Linked DNA regions of Mus musculus: all the other regions are linked to region 1. Evidence: chromatin contacts called from public HiChIP or PLAC-seq and promoter capture Hi-C data. All regions are on one chromosome and are shown on one strand. The core of a region is the stretch at or near the end of the contact, and the rest is flanking DNA. Distances in the headings are between cores, read along the strand shown.

What was found. Promoter capture Hi-C pulls out the DNA fragments that hold promoters and counts their contacts. HiChIP or PLAC-seq counts read pairs in DNA pulled down with a chosen protein or histone mark.
Region 2: an HNF4G HiChIP or PLAC-seq map of pancreatic cancer cells shows a contact between it and region 1. The contact joins the enhancer-like site here to the promoter of Lingo1 in region 1. A contact is called at or near these places in 1 of 15 datasets of contacts at CTCF or cohesin (embryonic stem cells), 3 of 484 Hi-C or Micro-C datasets (embryonic fibroblasts and embryonic stem cells), 8 of 115 datasets of contacts at active chromatin or transcription factors (embryonic forebrain, embryonic stem cells, forebrain and 3 more) and 2 of 9 other capture datasets (adipose tissue and embryonic stem cells).
Region 3: a promoter capture Hi-C map of embryonic stem cells shows a contact between it and region 1, with 9 read pairs. The contact joins the promoter of Ptpn9 here to the promoter of Lingo1 in region 1. A contact is called at or near these places in 3 of 39 promoter capture datasets (all in embryonic stem cells) and 2 of 484 Hi-C or Micro-C datasets (both in embryonic stem cells).

The regions. Positions count from the first base shown.
Region 1 is chr9:56,633,901-56,637,070 of GRCm38.p6, reverse strand. It overlaps Lingo1 (leucine rich repeat and Ig domain containing 1), which reads left to right and starts at 1,423. Exons shown (of 2, transcript NM_001311076.1): 1 at 1,423-1,996. The coding sequence starts at 1,991.
Region 2 is chr9:56,126,730-56,129,899 of GRCm38.p6, reverse strand. Pstpip1 (proline-serine-threonine phosphatase-interacting protein 1) reads right to left here. Exons shown (of 15, transcript NM_011193.3): 13 at 2,363-2,415; 14 at 2,040-2,173; 15 at 1,010-1,311. The coding sequence ends at 1,180. Among named protein-coding and RNA genes, the nearest start is that of Tspan3, 33 kb to the left of the region's middle. Within about 2 kb of position 1,494, at least 76 of the 459 cell types and tissues checked have an H3K27ac peak or open chromatin away from gene starts, as enhancers often do. A contact at or near this core is called in embryonic fibroblasts and pancreatic cancer cells, where this site is marked.
Region 3 is chr9:56,993,245-56,996,414 of GRCm38.p6, reverse strand. It overlaps Ptpn9 (protein tyrosine phosphatase, non-receptor type 9), which reads right to left and starts at 1,447. Exons shown (of 13, transcript NM_019651.2): 1 at 759-1,447. The coding sequence starts at 821.

The DNA of each region.
Region 1 (3,170 bases), core at 174-2,673:
GTGTGTAAGGCTGGTCTGTGGAAATCAAGACAGTGCTGGGGGTGGGAACTTGAAGCTGGCCTCTCCAAGCCAGCCAGGTATCTCCGAAATGTCAGTCTGGTTCCTTGGAAGGAGAACGAGGTACTGGGAACGGGATCCTTGCCCACCCCAGAAAGACAGGCCTTGCGCTGGTCTCTTCCTGCCCTGCTCAGCTTCCTTCTTTGCCTGCCTACAAACTATCGGGAGTGCTGAGGTGCTAATGGGGAGAAGGGAACTCTGCCTTGTGGTGTCTTCATTGATGGTTATTCTAATCAATCTGGCATGGTTTTAAGGGGCATCTGGCTTCAAGCAGATGGAAAGAGGTGCAGTAGATAGATGAGGTCCCAACGGGTTGCCTGCCTACACCGCAGCCCTTGCCAGGCCACCCTGCCAGGCTAGTCTCTGATCTGTGGCCCAAGAAGAGTTTGGGTCTCTATGTAAAGGTCTTGTTCTGTGGAGCCATCTGAAGATGTGGTACCCACCAAACTCAGTATTTATTTTAGGGAGTTAGATGGTAAATAGCTAAGCCCAGACCGAGGATCTATACTGCCCTCTGCTGGTCACTTGGTAGAGTGCCACCGTCCGGAGCCTGGCAGATAGGCCTGCTGCCCTCTGCTGGACAGGAAACCCGACGGGGAGGGGACTGGGATGCTAAAGCAGATTCTAGACCTGGCCTCCCGGTAGACCCACTTAGCCAGCTCGGCTTCCACATCCCCTTCCTGTGCTTCCCGGCGGCCGGCCTCACCCTAAGATCCCTAGGAAGCAATGGTGGTGGTGGTGTGGTGTGGTGTGGTGTATGTGTGTGTGTGTGTGTGTGTGTGTGGTGGGGGGTGTCCTGGACATTTCGAGAGGAGGGGTCAAGACCTGACCCTCCTCAAGCTGTCCTCTAAACAACCGTGATCAGGTTGGGGGGTGTGGGGGCTGTCTGTCCACGTGCGTGTGTCGGTCCACACGGCAGTGTGCAGTGACCCCAGTTAACACGTGTGAACACACGCGCTCACATGCACACGCATGTGGCCAGAGACAATCAAACGCGAATGGGTGCACGCACTCTGGGAAGACCGCGGGCTGGGCTGGCTTAAGACTTGCTGGAGCCTGGGACCCAGAGGGGCGCTGCGTGGTGCAGGGCGGGAGCGCGGGGGCGCCGGCCCGGGAGCGTTCTTCGTCTGCGCCCCGCTGCCACTCTCGCTGCGCCCTGGGCGCTGGGCAGCTGCTGGGGCGCTCCTCCATCTTCGTCCGGTTCTCTGAAAGAAGGACCCCCACCCAGGTTTTGCGGCCGCGCCTTCTCTCTCCTCCCCCGCCCGGCTCCAGAGCTCGCTCACTAGCTCCCTCCCTCCCTCCCTCTGTCCCTCCTCCCTCCCTGGCTCGCTGCTCGCTCCTCTCGCTCCCTCCCCACGCCGCGGCAGAGCGCGGAGCCCGAGCGGGAGCCGGCGCGGGAGCCGGAGCGGGCGGCAGCTCAGGAGGCGGCCGGACCTGGACCCGTCCCGGTCCCGGAGCGCGCGGAGTCCCCACCCGCGCCGCTCGGGCCCCTCTCCCGACGCGGGGCTCAGAGCAGCATGCGCGGCAGCTGCCCACCGGTCCCAGCCCTGGCCCCGGCCCCGCTGCAGAGAACGCCCGGCCTCGACCCCGGCCCCAGCGGTAGAGGCGGTGGCGGCCGCTCCCGGCCGGCCCAAGGGACAGAGCCAGGCTCCGGGAGCCCGCAACACTCGTCCTGAGAGCCCCGGCTCCTCAGCCCGCTACGGCCAGGGCCTCGGCCTCCGCCCCCGACTCCCGAGCTCCTGCCCTAGAGTCGACTGGGCTCCCGCCCGCGTGGGACAGACAGACGGACAGCCAGCCCTGCGAGGGCGCGCGGACCGGGCGGAGGTGTTGTAGGAGGAGACCGAGGAGGGGGGCTGGGCTGGGGCTGGGGCCGCGCCGGCAAGAGAGACATGCGATTGGTGACCAAGCCGAGCGGACGGACAGCGCGCCCGAGATGCAGGTGAGCCCCTCCGTCTTGGCCGAGCCCGAGTCGGCAGCCCTGCGGCGAGCTGGGAGCTGGAAGCTGCTGTCGGCCCAGGCTTCACCCTCATGGGGCTATGTAGGGCACCTTGTACCGCCCAGACCCCCTTTGGGGTCGCAGGCCTGACCCTCAAGTTTCAAATGATTTTCCCATTTCCGTTCCGCTGGTCCTAACAGATCCCTGGTTGGCAAGCTGGGACCCGTGGTCAAGGAGAGATCCCTACCATTCCTTTCCATTCCTGCCCTGGTGCCCCCTAAATCATCCTCCCATTCTGGGCAGTGGTCACCCAAGAGGATATGTTCTCTCAGCTCTGGGTGAGTCCCTTTCGGTGGACCAGAGACCACTCCCCAGCCCTGGCTAATACCCTTAAGCTTGAGGACACAGCTAGCAAACAGTTTCTCCCCAGGCTCTAGGATTGCCCCTCTCTCCACAGGAACCTTGTCAGCCTCTTTCTGGCTCCTTTCTCGCTCCGCCTGGATGAAAGGGAGGTGGAGGGCGGAAGAAAAGGGAGGGGGGAGTCCAGTTGAGGAAGACCCAGGAACCTTCGGGGCTCCCCTTTGTCTTCGTTCAGCCGGGCTTCTCACCTCCTCCTGCCCCACTTTTCATTCCTAGGGAAATGGGTGGGAAGTGGGAGCCTGCTGAGAAGGGGGGAGGTGAGGAAGGAGCCTCCTGTGTGTGTCCCCCCAAACGCACCCTATTCGGGTGGGTTTTGGGCTTCCTGCCCTCTAAGACACCCAGATGTTTCTTTCTGGGCGGGTCCCACTTTGAGAAGGGGAGGGGCCAGGCAGGTAGGCAGTCCCCTGGGTCTCTTATTGCTGGGGTCCCTGACCAGCCCCTGACCAGCTCTTGTTGTGGCGGCACCTCCCCTTTGTTCTCAAATGCCCTGTGGTGGGTGGTGTGGCGACTGGGGCACATGGAAGATGGGAACAGCTATGCCCTGGTGGGTGGGAGTGCAAGAGGCCTGCGGTGGGGGCAAGACCATCTGGGCCAGCCCCTTTCTGCCAGCCCAGCCTTTCCTCAGTCTTTGGCTGGGCTTGGACAGCCAGAGGGCGCCCAGCTCTCCTGGTTCCGGGCTCTGGGCTCAGCCCTGATGGCCATTATGCCAACGACTTTAGCACAGGCATCGGTGCCAGGGGAGTTCGAGGGCACCAAG
Region 2 (3,170 bases), core at 245-2,744, 510 kb after region 1:
CTGTGTGGATATTTGATGTGTCACAGATGGGTGTGGTGTTTGGTCACCTCACAGGATGTTCATGAGAAGGAAAATGACATTTCCAGTCAACATCAGCCTGGTTCTTTCCAGTCGCTCAAAGCCTTTTCCCATTCTGTCTGCCACATACTGTGCCAAGAAGCAGTGATGGCAGACGCCTCAGAACAGCTAGCCTGATCCTCAGCCCCAGAGCCTTGGTTCCAGGCAATCTGCTGCCTGGACCCAGCCTGTAAAGTGCCCTCATGTCTGAGATGGATAAGAGAGCACAACCCAAAGGCGGCCCAGCCTTGTCAATCTGCATGGTTGCTTAGCCAAGCCTGCCTTTCTGCTCCGGTGAGGATCAGAGAATGGAGATGCATTGGTGATGAACATGGAGGAGCCTTGCAGCAACCCCCTCCTCCCCCCTCTCTAGACCATACTTGCTCACAGTTTCACCTCTGGCTGCTGACATTTGCCTGGTACATGGTTAGGCCTCTATTGCTGGCTTCCAGGTGGGCAGGCAGGGAAGCCACGGGCCCACAGCTGGTTCCTGTGAGGTAGGCACAGACATGACGGGGTCGTGTCAAGGAGGAACACTGAGGGCTGTGTGCCGCCTCCAGAGCCACCAGCACTTTCTCGTCCCCAGCAGTCTTCTTATCCCCTATGTTCTTATGTATGCTCAGACATTTGCCTTCTGGCAAACGTGGCTGCTGCCGCCTCTCCACATCCTTCTGTGCCCCACTTCCCTGTCACAGGATGCCTCATCTCATTGTGGCCCTCCTGAGCCCCTCTCACTTGCATCTTCCTGGCTGTCCCAAGTATGAATGTAGCTCTGGCAGCCTGGGAGCTTCGGGCACCTGGGTCGAGGCCTCTCCTCTGTCCCTGGCTGAGACTGGGCCTGACTGCTCCTGTTAGTGGCAGAGCTCTGTTCTCCCAGCCTCTGTATACTCTGGCTCTCTGGATCGAGGCCCTGGACACTGGGTAAGAGAAAAGGACCCCAGCAAAGGAAGAATGTGCCGCTTTACTCCTTCTGGGAGACATTTATTGAGAGTAGCCAGCACCCAGCCCATTCCCAGCACCACCGGGCTTGGTTCTGGCCCCGTGAGGCCTGGGCGGTGATGGAAAGAAACAGTCCTGACCTCACAGTCAGGGCGGAGGTATGTGGAGACTGCTAGCCTTTCCTCAGAGCTTCTCCAAGTACGACCCAGGGACAAAGCCACGTTGTCCGTTCCGCTCCACAGTCCACCAGCCATCCTCCCCTTCCAGGATGACCGCCAGGATGTCTCCCGCGGAAATGTCCAGCTCATCAGAATTCTGGGCAAGAAATGGCAAGTGTGTGAGATGGGAGGAGCCACCAGGACGGGGTGCTGTGCTCTGCGGCCCCCACTTTGGCAGTGCATGTTTGTCTCCCAGGGCAAGCAGTCTGCTGAGTCATGCTAAGGCCTCCAGAGTGGTTCCTTTGCAGATAGACAGGCTGTGGGGTTTCCCCAAAGGCACTTGGCCTCCTAACAAGCTCAGGTTGTCATGGAGACCTCCCATCCTGGACTTCTCTCACTGCTCCAACCACTGCAGCTCCTCAGAAGTGCTTGTCACAACGTAAGGGCAAGCTCTAGACAAATCACACAGCAATCTACTGCTACCTGAGTACCCTGTTACTGTCCAGGTCTGTACCCCTGAATGTGACCTCAGTACAGCCCCATCTAGCTTGCCTACATGTCTGCCTATATGTGTGGGTGTATTAGCCCAAGTTCAGGGCCTGCCTTCCAGGTCTACCCCTACCCCCTTAAGCCCAGGGCTTGTGTTGGACTTCAGTCCATCTCAAGCACAGATGCTCTGTGGGTGCCCTGCCCACCTTTCTCCAAGGATGTCAGGAAATAGTTCCAGGGCAGCTCAAGGACTCATTTTTGGTCATTGTGCACAAGGCCTGATCTATCCACAGCAGATCCTGGTCCAGCAGATGTCCACTGAACTATTCCAGTCTCTGGTGCTATGTAAGTGCTCACGCCCCAGGCGTGCTCCCAGGCACAAGGGGAAGCCCTCACCTGTGCGGTGTAGTCGTAGAGTGCCCGGTAGTCCTGGGCTGATGAGTTAAGGTTTCCCTGGGTCGCCTGCACTTCGATGGATGCGTAGACCAACTCATTCCGCTCAGGGGTGGGAGTCAGAGTCTCTGTGGAAGCTGAGAGCAGGATGAGGCCCGAATCTGAGACTGCTGGGGTGGGGCTTAATCCTACACCATCCACACTCTTGGACAGAATACCTTTTCCCTCTGGGACATTAGTGTTCCATCAATGCTATACAGGAGTCCTCTCATCCCCACTGGTGGGAGACATGTCCCCTCTCCCATTAGCCCTTCCCCCTTATTTACCAGCAGGAGCAGAAGGTGTGGTCTTGGGACTTCCATGTAGCAGCCCAGAGAACCTGGTGGTAGGGAGGAGAGAAGAGGGGTAGGCCTTGCCTTACCTCACTGGAAGCAAAGGGGATAATTGGGAATTCTCAGCGCTTCAGGACCTCTGCCAACCTGCTACCACCACAGGCCTCCATGGCAGCAGGCCTCCCCACAGCCATTCCTGATAGTCCCTTCGTTCTCAGCATCCTCTCCTCCCATGGTCACTCTCCTGGTCATCTCCGCACCTGCAGCCAGCAGGGCCCCATCCCCACCAGATCCCCAGCCCCAGGCTCTGTGGGGAGGAGGAAGCTACCTTTAAAGTTCAGCTCCCACATATCTTGCCAGGCCCAGCCAGTGTGGGCCAAGCAAGTCGTCTTTTCCTTGGCTGCGCAATGACTAGGCCAGGTCACCCACAGGACACAGAACTAGGGCCTTGGCACCTGACTACAGCCAGGCCAGGGAGATGGCCCTCTAAAAGCCTGGTGAATCCAAATGTCTGGGCTTTGGGCCATTCATAAGCCACCTGGAAGTCACCCGTGCTACCTCTCAGTTAAGACACTACCCTGCCTCTCAGTAGGGCCAGACAGACAAGGAAGCCAGAGTGGGCACTTGCCCGGGACTCTCCGCATAGCCGTTGGTGAATAACTGGAGTGTGAGTAATTAGTACTTGGATGCTCTTGGACCCGGGGCGCTCTGACGGTAGTTTGATCCTGGACTATCTCAATGGGATGGCCAGCTTCTGAACAGGGTACCAGACCCACAGGAGCTGTTCAGCCATGAGATGTGG
Region 3 (3,170 bases), core at 198-2,697, 360 kb before region 1:
CTCAAATGATAACGCAAGCTACTACTTTCTGGGAATTTAAGATCTCAAGCTTTAAAAAGGGACAATGGAACTCCAGTGTGGGCTTCAGAAAGATGGAGACTGTCAGATGAGGTGGGGGCAGGGAAATGGGGACGAGGGTAAGAGCCTAGCCTGGGAAAGCAGAATAGGGAGGTCAAGGCCAGGGACTTGGGGAGCTAGAAAAGGAACAGATCTTTCAGGATCTGTCCAAGTAGGCCCGTCACAGCAGTCTGAAAGCCTGAAGGGCTCCTTTGAGAATCTGGGCCACCTCTTTACCAGCGCTACCTCCCCCCATCTTGGGAACGGAGACAACCACCTAGGAATCCTCCCCCCAAATGGCTTTCCTTGCCCTTGAAAACAACGGACCCTCGAGAAAAAAAAAAAAAAATGCAAACGCTTCCAGAGAGTAGAAGGGCCTGGGACAAGGTGTCCTGCAGTCATCCAGTGGGGAGCCCGCCCCAGTTCGAGGAACTTTAATATTCATTGAAATGGAGCAGCACGGACCCCCCCCCCCCCGGAAGTCTCGAAGCATAAGAATCTCAGAGCCAGGGGTCCCACGGCTCCGGGGCTGGGCTGGGCGATGGCCTGGGGCGCGGTCTCCGGCCCGGGGAGGCCAGCCCGCAGGCCTGAAATGCGAGCAGGAGCCGCTGAGGGCCCGGGGCGAGGAGCGCAGCCCGGCGAACAGAGGCCGGCCTAGGCCTCGGAGGCTCGGACACACCCACCGCTGCAGCGGCGCTTACCTGCTCCTCCTCGGGGGTCAGCTCCGGCGCCATGTCCGGCCGGGGCGCGGTCGCCGGCTCCATCCCGCCGCCGCCGGGGCAGGTCTGGTGGGCGAGCGCCAGAACCCGCTGCACTCGCGCTCCGCTTCTGTGGCCCGGCGCCTCAGCAGCTCTCGGTCGGCTCGCGCATGGTGCGAGCGCCCGGCGCCCGCGGCGGCTGCCAACGCCGCTCCTGCTGGCCGGGGAGAGCCCGCTGTCGCTCCCCGCGGAGAGGAAATGCCTCCTGTTTGCTTCACTCCTTTCCTCACGCCACCCCTCCTGTCCTGAGGAGGAGAAAGTGCGGGCGAGGAACTAACAGCAGTTCGAGGTCTGCTTGGCTTTCTTTCTTTTTTAGGAGTCCACAACTTTTACAGCCACCGCGAAGGCGCCTGGCGGGAGTTGGAGGCCGTCGGCCTTCCGAGCCGCTTAACCCCCGGGGCAGAGCTCGCCGGCGCCTCGAGACCGCCCAGCCCGGGCGTCCACGGGGATGCGGGCCCTGCGAACTGCTCCGTGGCCTCGCGGCCCAGTTCCTCAAAAGCCGCCGCGGAGACAGGGAGGGCGGGCGCGAGCGAGCGAGGAAAAGGCGTCCCCCTCCCGGCTCAGGGCCAGCGCTGCGGCCTGCGCCGCGTCCGCCCGAGCCCCCCACGGCTCCATTGAGAAACTGAGCATCTCATTCACAAACAGGAGCCGGGGAGGGCCGGGCCGGACGGGGACGTTGTCCGAGAGGGGGAGACAGAGAGGAGCTGGGAGGAGGGGAGGCTGAGCGGAACGGAGCGGCGCGGCGGGGGAGGGGCTGCGGGGACGAGAGGCGACTCCCCTACGGGAGCGGGAGGGAGACGCGACTGGGAGTTAAAAGAATCCAAAACTGCGCGAGGACCGGTGCCCTTCCCGGTATTCACGGGCGGCTTCTACCTATTCGTGGTAGGGTCTGAAAGGTTGCCTGTGAGGTCCAAGATGCCTCGGATCTGACAGATAAGCAAGGGCCGCATTTCTTTGCTCAATGAATGTATCCTGTAGTCCAGCATCATTGTAGCTAATTGTAATCGGGTACAAAGAGAGAGTGAGGAAGAGACAGAGAGAGACATCCTGTTTCAGAATTCATTCAGGAAGCCCACAGCCTTTGCAAATGCATGATTTTACTCTAGGGTAAACAGCAGAGTCTGGGTCTCTCAGGATAGGAGCATTGAGAAGGCAGGGCTGGGCCTACTGTGATTTTTTTTATCATGTTAGACCAAAGATAAGTATTCTAGAAGGATTTCAAGAAATCGGAGTGCCACAACTAGTCCCCCCAGGACTGAAGTCCAGAAAGAACCAGGGGATGGGTCTTCGGAAAAGAAAATGCTATAGGTTTTGATGCCCATCTTGGAGAACTTTTTAAAAAATAAATTATATATATTCTTAACTCCATTTTGGCACCAGTGCAATAGCAGCTTCAGGGTTACCTCTGCTAAGTTTTTTCCTTTGTGTGTGTGGAGGGTCAGGGGGCCAGGAAAGACAGAGTTTTGAGAAAGGATCTCTATGTACCCCTGGCTGTCCCAAAATTGGCTGTGTAGACCAAGCTGGCCTTGAACTCACAGAGATCTGCCTCTTGAGTGAAGGAATTAAAGGCATGTCCATGCCTCCTTGCCCCTCAACTATGTTAGTTTGTCTTTTGCCACCAGTAAAATGAACTCTACGCTGAACTCAGGAACCTACTCAGGAGTTGGTTTCAGTATTGAAACTGGAAGACAGTCTATAACAAGTCTATCTGCACACCAGACACTGCACTATGCACTGGAGTTAAAATAAGACAGTATAAGATAATGGAAGATGTATCAGGAAGTAAAATAATGAAGACACTCAGGGACTCGCGTGATGGGTCAGTGGTTAAGAATACTGGCTGACCTTGGAGTGGATCTGGGTTCAATTCTAGTACCCACGTGGTAGTATAGAACTTTTAAGGAGCATGTGATGTATAAACATACATCAGGAAAAAAAAAACACCCATACATGTTGTACTGGCTAGTTTTGTGTCAACTTGACACAGCTGGAGTTATCACAGAGAAAGGACCTTCAGTTGAGGAAATGCCTCCATGAGATCCAACTGTAAGGCATTTTCTCAATTAGTGATCAAGGGGGAAAGGCCCCTTGTGGGTAGGACCATCTCTGGGCTGGTAGTCTTGGGTTTTATAAGAGAGCAGGCTGAGCAAGCCAGGGGAGGCAAGCCAGTAAAGAACATCCCTCCATGGCCTCTGCATCAGCTCCTGCTTTCTGACCTGCTTGAGTTCCAGTCCTGCATCCTTTGGTGACCAACAGCAGTATGGAAATGTAAGCCGAATAAACCCTTTCCTCCCCAACTTGCTTCTTGGTCATGATGTTTGTGCAGGAATAGAAACCCTGACTAAGACAAATTGG